Regions from separate parts of the Mus musculus genome. Here region 2 is linked to region 1. A link is a contact called in public promoter capture Hi-C data. All regions are on one chromosome and are shown on one strand. Each heading gives the region's core, a stretch centred on a gene start, on an enhancer-like site or on the middle of the called end of the contact. The rest is flanking DNA. Distances are from core to core; before and after follow the strand shown. Region 1 has its middle 9.4 kb from the start of Gm16897. Region 2 holds the start of Cr2 (complement receptor 2).

What was found. Promoter capture Hi-C pulls out the DNA fragments that hold promoters and counts their contacts.
Region 2: a promoter capture Hi-C map of the C10 cell line shows a contact between it and region 1. The contact joins the promoter of Cr2 here to the enhancer-like site in region 1. A contact is called at or near these places in 1 of 39 promoter capture datasets (the C10 cell line), 1 of 15 datasets of contacts at CTCF or cohesin (the NIH/3T3 cell line), 2 of 484 Hi-C or Micro-C datasets (B cells and pro-B cells), 3 of 115 datasets of contacts at active chromatin or transcription factors (the 230-238 cell line and bone marrow-derived macrophages) and 1 of 9 other capture datasets (adipose tissue).

The regions. Positions count from the first base shown.
Region 1 is chr1:194,984,040-194,988,653 of GRCm38.p6, reverse strand. No RefSeq gene overlaps it. Among named protein-coding and RNA genes, the nearest start is that of Gm16897, 9.4 kb to the right of the region's middle. Within about 2 kb of position 2,868, at least 42 of the 459 cell types and tissues checked have an H3K27ac peak or open chromatin away from gene starts, as enhancers often do. A contact at or near this core is called in B cells and bone marrow-derived macrophages, where this site is marked.
Region 2 is chr1:195,174,435-195,179,401 of GRCm38.p6, reverse strand. It overlaps Cr2 (complement receptor 2), which reads left to right and starts at 2,683. Exons shown (of 26, transcript NM_001368765.1): 1 at 2,683-2,849. The coding sequence starts at 2,792.

The DNA.
Region 1 (4,614 bases), core at 1,619-4,118:
TCACAAGAGACAGCTACATCTGGGTCCTTTCGATAAAATCTTGCTAGTGTATGCAATGGTGTCAGCGTTTAGAAGCTGATTATGGGGTGGATCCCTGGATATGGCAGTCTCTAGATGGTCCATCCTTTCGTCTCAGCTCCAATAAGAGAGGTCCAGGACTTCCTACCACCTCTTCCAATACACAGCCCTCTTTTACTATATATACCTCTTCTGATTTGGCTAGCCACCCAGCTCCAACAGTCCCCATTTGGCTCTGAACCCTAGCTCTGTGCTATAGGCAAAGCCCTGCCTATTCTTGAGCACCCACTTAACAACGTACTTACCAATAACCCAGTGAAAATAGTACAGCTGGGCTCTGAGGATATAGCCATGAATGCAATGGAAGATATGTTTACTGTTTTCCAAAAGACATTTTCTGTATCCCATTCTGGTTACTATGATACATTCTTACTTTCTTCTGTCTCCCTTTTATGCTTTAACTCTGTAACTAAAATTAGCTATCTTACTCCATGCTTCCATCCCTACTCTACTTGGTCCAAAATGAGAAATGGACAGAGAACAACCTTTATGGATGTGCTTCAGTGGACAGCAGCTGATGGGTAGATCATAATCAAGTGGCAAAAAATAGAGCAAGGGGAACAAGCTTTGTTCAACAATGAAGGATCTACATAAGTTGGGCAAAGTCCCTATTACAGTAGAGAGGGCCTGTAAACAGGCCAAAGCCAGTAAGTCTCCTTCCAGCTGCTCACCTTGTAAAAGTGTGCTCATAATCATTGGGCACACTCCAAATGTACATATCCATAGCCTCTTGAACAAACAAAATGGAGAAGGGCCCTGGCAGGATGCACACACACACACACACGCACACACACACACACACACACACAAAGAGGTATCAATTCTTTCTTTAAGGGAGGTGGCTGGAAAGGATATGTAGTATAGACACTTCTGCACAGAAAAGAAAGCAAGCATGAAAAGACAACATGTAGAACTTGAGAAAATGTTGGCAAACTATTTACTTGCCAGGATCAACATCCAGAACATATGAGGAACTCAAAACAAATAATCCGATTTTAAAATGGGCAAATTACCTAAACAAACATTTGTTTAAAAAAGACAAACAGGCAGCAAGTATTCAAGAAAATGTTCAATGATCATCAGAAAAATATAAATTCAAAACTATAATAAAATGCCACCTCACCCTAATGAGAATGGATATTTTCAAAAGCATATCATTAATAATAGTAATAATAATAATAATTAGTAGCAGTAGTAGTAGTAGTAGTAGTAGTAGTAGTAGTAGTAACAAATTCCAGGATAGATGTAGAGAAAATACCTTGTCACATCGTTAGTGGAAATGTAAATTAGTACAGCTGCGGTTTAAAAAAAAAATCGTATTTAGGGTCCTTAAAAGTAAAAAAAAAACCCAAAAACTAGAAACATGGCAATGTGCAGACCTGTTATGCATAGCACTCAGGAGGCTAAGACAGGAGGATCACGAGTTCTAGGCTAGTCTTGGCTCCATAGGGACACTCCATCACAAAACAACAAAGCAGAACAAGAAATACCCTGGAAACACAACTACCACATAATCCAACAATCTTAATATGAGAAATATATTTAAAGAAATTAAAGTTGGCATGTCAAAGAGACATTTTAATGCCATATTTACTGTAGCACTAGTCATAATAGCCAAGAGTGAGAATAAACTTCAGTGTCCATCAATAGGGGAATGGAAAAAGAAAATGTGGTATGTGTGTCAGTTTGTGTGGTGTGTATGTGTGTGGTGTGTGTGTGTCTGTATGTGTGTCTGTGTGTGTGTGTGTGTGTGTGGTGTGTGTCTCTGTGTGTGTGTATGTGGTGTGGTGTGTGCATGTGTGTGTGTGTGTATATGTGTGTGTGTGCATTGGAAGATTATTTCACAATAAAAGACTGAAATCCTGTTATTTGAAGCTATATAACCTAAGAGATATTACATTAAGTGTCGGAAGCATTTAAATTAGCAGAAGTAATATGGGCAAGAACTTCTTGGAGAGCCTGTGTTAAGAGATACCTTAATATGAAGACAAAAATACTAGAATGTCTTTTTAATGTTTTTGCTGAAAATAATAAGTCAAACCAAACTATTACCTAATATGTTTATGGGCATGGATACAATGCTTAAATTTATGTGGCAACTGTCACATAATGTGCAAGAGTATACTCATTTGAACTATTCTTATTAATAAACATTCTTAATCATTTATTCAATTTAATTATTCAACAAACAGCTTTTACATGGTAGTTGCTGTCTCTGCTCTGAAACAGAGCAAGGGACAAAACTGACAAAGATCACTGCTCCTGTAACTCCTGTTCCAGTAAACAGAGAGAGAAAAGACACTGATGTAAACTGTCTTAGTCGGTGTTTTACTGTTGTACAGAGACACCATGACCATGGTATAAAGGAAAGGATCTAATTGGGGCTTGCTTATAGTTTCAGAGATTCAGCCCACTCTCATTATGTCAGGAAGCATGGCAGCATGTAGGGAGACATAGGGTTAGAAGTTCTCTCATGGTGCTAAAAGTTCTACATCTAGATCTACAGACAACAGGAAGAGACACTGGGCCTGTCTTGGGCTTTGAAACCCCAGAGCCCCTGCTCAGTGATACACTTCCTCAAACAAGGTCACACCTAATTCAACACTGGGACATTTCCTAATCCCTCCCAAGTACTACAATTTCCTGATGACTACTAAGCATTCAAATACATGAGCCTGTGGGGGCCATTCTTATTCAAACCACCCCAGAAATATTTATTATATTAATGATGATAGAGAAAAATCCCGTGGAAAGGGGTACAGAGAATGCTAGAGAATGCTGAGCTATGAGAAGGCCCCAGAGAAGATAAGACCCATAGGAAAAAAGGAAAAAAAAAAAAAAAACACACAAGCTATGTGGGAAGAAGATTCCAGACAAGAGAACTAGAAATGAAAAGGCCCTAACACGAAGGCGGCCAATGATGATGGCATAAAGTGTAGTGAAACAAGAGCAAAGAGGACAGAGATGCAGCAGCACAGGAAATGGGTCCTACAGTCCTGATGAACACACGGGAGCCACTAGCCTCCACTGGAGATATGCTATGACTCAGCACAAATAGTAAATTAAACAAGAACAATGAAACCCACTTAAAAAATAAAAACACTTTTGGCATACTAGCTTAAATAAAATACATGACCACAATTAATTTTCAACAGCTCTTTTTCCTTTGCCAGAGGTTTTAAAATTACCTGTGTTATTCTCTAGTGTTTCTCACATTGTAACTCTATTTATTCTACAGTAATGATATAAGCTACACCATCCTGGGGGTCTCATTGAGGACCACAGTATTTATTGAATGAGATGAAAAGCTACCACTTGGGGTTGAGTACATCAGGATATAGTAAGACTTCTTTTTCATTGGAAGATTCTGGCTGCTGTGAGGACTCTAGCCTATGAGGGACAGAGAAGCAGAGATGACAGCAATTTGGCCAGGGTGCTGGCAGGAAAAGCAGTTCTGACAGGTCAGATTTGGGAGGTACTTTACAGATGGAATCAGGATTAGCACACGAGTGGGATAAAGACCACAAGAATGAGGAAAGTGATATACAACATCTAGTATTCTAATAAACACCGAAAAGGTTAGCATTCCCATTATTGTGATGGGAAAACTGAGTAAAAAAGTCAGTTTAGACTGGGATATGTTCAATGGTAAACGTATTAATATCAATACTGAGATGTTAAACCAGCAGACTCATATATGGGTCTACAACTCACGAGGAAGCCTGTATTAGAGACAAAAATTGGGAAGTATCACTACCCAAGGTTTTACTTCTTACTAGGGAAAAGTTATAACATAAATAAAATTACAGTGAAAGTAATAAAATAAAACTCATCAAGCAAATTCAGGAAAAAAAAATGCATGGTCATTGCTATTTCCCATCTGTGACTACTCTGAAATGAACTGGAGATTTAATTTGTAAGTAAGGCATTTAAAGATATGATGTGGAAAAGTGAGGATGGAAAAGATAAAGAGGAAGAATCCCAGGGAGAGAAAACTGAAAATGTGTTGCCAGTGAAGGCAATAAGAGACCAGAAACAGATGCCCTAGAAATAAGATGAAAATAGCCTCCAGGTAAAGGACAGGACCAACTATGTCCAACACTGCTAAGGAGCCACCCAATGAGGTGTGATCAAAGCCAGAGTGACCACTGGGAGAAGTGTCAGGAGTGGTGGGATTCCAGGTGGACATGAAAACATGAGCATGAATGAGGAAGCCTGAAAGGCAAAATCTGGGGCTTCTTTAAAATAACAAAACAGCAGCCAATGTAAATGTTTCAAAAGGAGAAACACCAGTGACGTGAACAGATCAGGGCTGGGTATCATCATGAACCCATGTGTGAGAGGGAAGGGTGCTCAGCAGGCAGGGACTGTCTATGACAGAACTGTGAATAGCAAACAGAGGAAGAGAAAAAGTATCACACATCGTAGCCACTGACAACTTTCAATGTTGTATTTACTATGTATTAATAATACCAAAATGCTGTATACAACACAGGAAGATACTCAAGAGTTTAACTGATATACAAAATATTGTTT
Region 2 (4,967 bases), core at 1,434-3,933, 190 kb before region 1:
CCTCTCAGGAGACAGCTATATCAGGTTCCTGCCAGCTAGCTCTTGTTGGCATCCACAATAGTGTCTGGGTTTGGTGGTTGTATATGGGATGAATCTCTAGGTGGGGCAGTCTGTGGATGGTCATTCCTTCAGTCTCTGCTCCAAACTTTGTCTCTGAAAATTCTTCCATGGGTATTTTTCCCCCTTCTAAGAAGGATCAAAGTATCCACACTTTGGTCTTCCTTCCTCTTGAGTCTCATGTGTTTTGCAAATTGTATCTTGGGTATTCTGAGTTTCTGGGCTAATATCTACTTATCAGTGAGTGTATATCATGTGTGTTCTTTTGTGATTGGGTTATCTCACTCAGGATGATATCCTCCAGATCCATCCATTTGCCTAAGAATTTCATAAATTCATTGTTTTTAATAGCTGAGTAGTACTCCATTGTGTGAATGTACCACATTTTCTGTATCCATTCCTCTAAGACAAAAAAATCATCAATGATCTAAAATTAGGGTCAAAATTTGGTTTTTAAATGAGGTACTTAAAAAGTTGTAAACTATTCCTCCCCAAAGTATTTGTTAATAATAAGGTAACTTTAATAATATGATAATAATAACTTGTTAATATGTTAATAAATATCATTTGTTAAAGGTAATAATGATTACTAATAAAATAAAAATAAATAATAGTAATTTTATACTACAGAAACTTGACAGAAACCTGCTTATGTGATAAAAATTACTACTACCAATAAAAAGGACCATCAGGCAACATGTACCTACAGATAAGCACATAGCACCTATCCCATGATATCTCTACCTCAAAATATAAAATTTCAACCTAATTGTGAAAAAACATATCAAACCAAACTGAGTGATGCTGGTAACCAGCCTTCATGATGGTGCCCCTTCATCTCTGACTCCCAGTATTCCCATTCATGCATAGTGTCTCTCTGGCACTGAGAAGGGTTGATATTTGTTATCAGTAGATTATTCTCAAAGTATTATGACTGCTGGGGATTATGGAAGACATTCTGGCTTAGATCTTTTTTGATCTAGAAGAAGTTAGCTGCCATGAGGTGAGAATTTTCAGTTCCTGCTACCCAGCAGCCCAGTGACCACATGGTGAAGAAATGAGGAATCCAGTCAACAGCAACTGAGCGTCTTCTGTGTGACTTTTCCTGTCCCAATCAACTGGATGACTGTAGCGCAAGCTCTCATTTGGACCATAATATCAGGGGAGATGAAAAACTGCCAGTCTAGCTAAATTGACTCCAAATCATGATAGTACAAACTGGAAGGTACTATTTAGTCTCGCTTAATCCACTACTAATCATAGGGTAATTTGTTACTGTACTGTATAGTAGACAAATGATTTAAGAGCCATTTTTAGAAAATACTCTAACTATGTGTAGTTCAAAGATATAAAAAACTAACAACAAAAGAAACAACAAAATTCCAAGAGGTTGACAGGGCTCTGTTTGTAAAGCTATTTGTCAAGCAAGCATAAGGGCTTGAATTCAGATTTCTAGAATCTAGGTAAAAAGCTGCAGCCAATTTACCTGTAATCCTAGTGCAAGAGAGCCTGACACAGGCAGATGGAACTTACTGACCATCCAGTTTAGATAACCTGCAAGTTTAAGGGTCAGAGAAAGGCTTTGCCTCGAATAAGGGGGTGGAAAGCTGGCAAGAAAGACATTGATATTAGCTTCTAGTCTCCACACATCTTCATGTACACGTGCAAACCACATAAAACACACACACACACACACACACACACACACACACACACACACACACACATGCACACACACACACCTCCTACTCCCAAAGATCTTTTTCAAATTAAAGAAAGAGACATGGAAACTAAATATATAACACTGAAGTGTGGATAGTTTTGTTATTCTTATCATGCCGTAACAAAGATTATTGAGATATTCATCAAAACTTGAAGACAGTAAAAAATTATGAAAAACTACCTTACCAATATTAGTGTCTTGTAATTGATCATTTTACTATAGTTATATTGTCCTTATTTTTAGGAAATACACATTAAAATACTTAAAGAAGAGATAAATGTCTGTAATTTATTTAAAAAGTCAGAAATAACAATTACATAACACAATTGTATAGTCAAAATATATACTTTTATATATCTTTATAATTATATAGAGATAACATTTCTAAAATATTAACATTTAGAAAACCCCTTTACAGTTATACAGAAATTTGAAATTTCACTGTTTACACTAGAGTAAAAAGATTGTAATGCCAGGCAGTGTTATTTCTGAATTTCCACTTTAAGTAAAATAAGCTGTTTTCTCAAACTGAGAGTTGATTACATTAATGGGGTTTGAAACTGAATTAACTGGAACAAAACCCCAAACAGGTTTAAAGAATACAATACTGTAAATTAGCATATCATACGATCAGTAGGCATGAGTATTATTTTGTGAAATTCTTGTTTCAGATGTAGGGGGGTGGGAACGAGAAAGTTAATGTACTTGGCTGCTCAATCAACAAAATATAGGAAAGCCAGGCGTCGCAGAACCCAGCCTGAACCAAAAGCAGACTTCCCGGGGACCGCCCCTCTCTGCCTCTTCCGCCCCTAGTCACCTGCAGTTGTGCTTCACAAATCTTCAGTACCCAGCGCCACCGCGCGGAGCCGATGCTATTTAAGGGTCTGCTCCCCACTGCTTACAGCCAGCCGCAGGCAGCCAGCCCCGCAGGCAGCCAGCCCCGTCCTCTTCCTCTCCTTGCTACAGGCTCACAACTCACAGAGCGCAACCTGCCATTGGACTGCTGCACACATGGGATCCTTGGGTTCGCTCTGGGTTTTCTTCACTCTCATCACTCCAGGAGTTCTTGGTGAGCTGGGCACGGGAGCTCAAATACGGGAATTCCACCAGGGCTGGGAAACTTTCTGTGCCTACACAAAGGCTAGAGGACAAACCAGGGATGTGGGGCCAATGCTGGATACTTGGCTGTCCCTGACACCTTTGGAGATCCCTCTGTCTCCTGATGCAGAACGTCCCCACCTCTTCTGGGAGATGGATTATCACCATAGAAGGCTGAGACACTTATGGTCGCTTTGGAATGTGACTGCTGCATTGTTTTTGTTTTTGTTGTTGTTGTTGTTGTTGTTGTTGTTGTTGTTGTTTTTTGTGTGTGGGGGGGGTCTGCTCTCTTCTCCCTGGATTCCAGTCTCCAGGGAATTCATCAAGAGCTCACACAGTAGTGTCCCAATCTGTGCTCAAGAATTACAGACCTGCATGTGCCTCTTAGGCATGGAGCCACTGCTTCGGTTTTTAAAAAGAGTAACACCTGATTCTCCAATGTGGGTCTCAGATTTTTTATCTTTGATAGTATGTTTAAAAACTATCTTCAGTTAGTTTTTAAAGTTGAACATGAATTAAAACTATGACTTCTGTAGTGGTGTGTGCTTCTGTAGGTTCTCCTTCAGTGTTCTCTGTAAGTGGTGTGTGTGTGTATGTGTGTGTGTGTGTGTGTGTGTGTGTGTGTGTGTGTGCATGTGTGTGTGTTGTTGTTGTTGTTTCACAGATTGGCTTGCTTTTAAAGTAGTACCATTTATTCTGGTAGTGAAGGGATCAGGTATAAGACATTTACTGCAAAAACCTCAATGCTGAGTGGATTTTGGCAAGTCTCAGTATAACTTGTTCTCATAGTGAATAAATTCATAGGTTACTTACAGTAAACCTCAATGGCTGCGTGAATTTGGCAAGTTGGTTAGAGCCCTGACCCTCAGTTTTTCATATATAAAGTCAGAAATGAGCTGTGCTAACATCCCATGAAGGTGAAAGAAATCAGGAGCTGTCAGAGAAATTAAGTCAATTGGCACTTGACTGTTGACACTAAGGTAGCCGTTAGCAGCTAAGGATGGATCTGGTTGTTATAGGGTCTGAATATTATGTATTAGTTCTGCTACAATTTCTACTGGAAAATCAATTCTAGGGATGGCTGGACCTTATTTCATGTTCACTGATGAATATTTTATGCTCAGTACAATACTTTGGTTAACATACATGACTCTCATTTTTAAAAAAAATCATCCATATCCATCAGATAGCCAGGAAACCCAGTATTAAGGCATTTGATGATAATTCTCAATAATGATTTCCCTACTTCCTGTCTTCTGACCAACTTTTCAGATTTGTTTTTATTCTACATATAAATCCTCCATCTACTTCTAAATGATTTCTAAATCATCCGTGTAAAGCCTTTTACATCTAAATAGTTAATCTCTCCCTGTCCTCCAGAAGAATTTTCAGTGTTAGTCACTACTCCGATCTTCACTCCAGATCCTAGAAAGATGTAAAGAGAGAAAAGAGACTCATGAAAATTCCTATCATGTAATAGCTTGTAGGCTAGCCTTTCTTTTTCTTTGAAAAATCATTAAATGTGTTTATTTGTTTATCATTTGTGGGAAGTGTGTTCATTCAATGGCATGTGCTTGGAGGTCAGAAGACAACTCATAGGAGTTCGTTCTCTGCTTTTTCCACGTGGGTTCCAGGGATTAAACTGGATTGGTCATCAGGTTTGACAGCAGTGCCTTTTTACCTGCTCTCTTTCACTTTCTGATTGGAGGAGAAACCAATCTCTGGAAATTCTGTACTGTGGCCTGGAAGGTGGGCAGTTTCAATACAGTGTGAGATCTCCTTACTAGAGATGAGACTTCTATTAACCCTCATGCACAAAGTCTGATTCTTGCTTCATTTTGGCATGGAAAGTCACATTGTAAAGTTTCCTCTTCTATAGTTTCCAGATCTTGTATCTCTCTTGGTCTTTATTGTTGAGTTTTATGAATTTAAATGTTTTTCCATATTGTAGAAGATAATTTTTTGTCCTTATTTACAATTGATAATCACAGATTATTATTTGATTAGAATAACTGGTAGAAGTCTCATCATGTTTTGAAGATATCTATCTTCACTGTTTTTCAGCCTTCATTTTTCATAGAGACTTTCT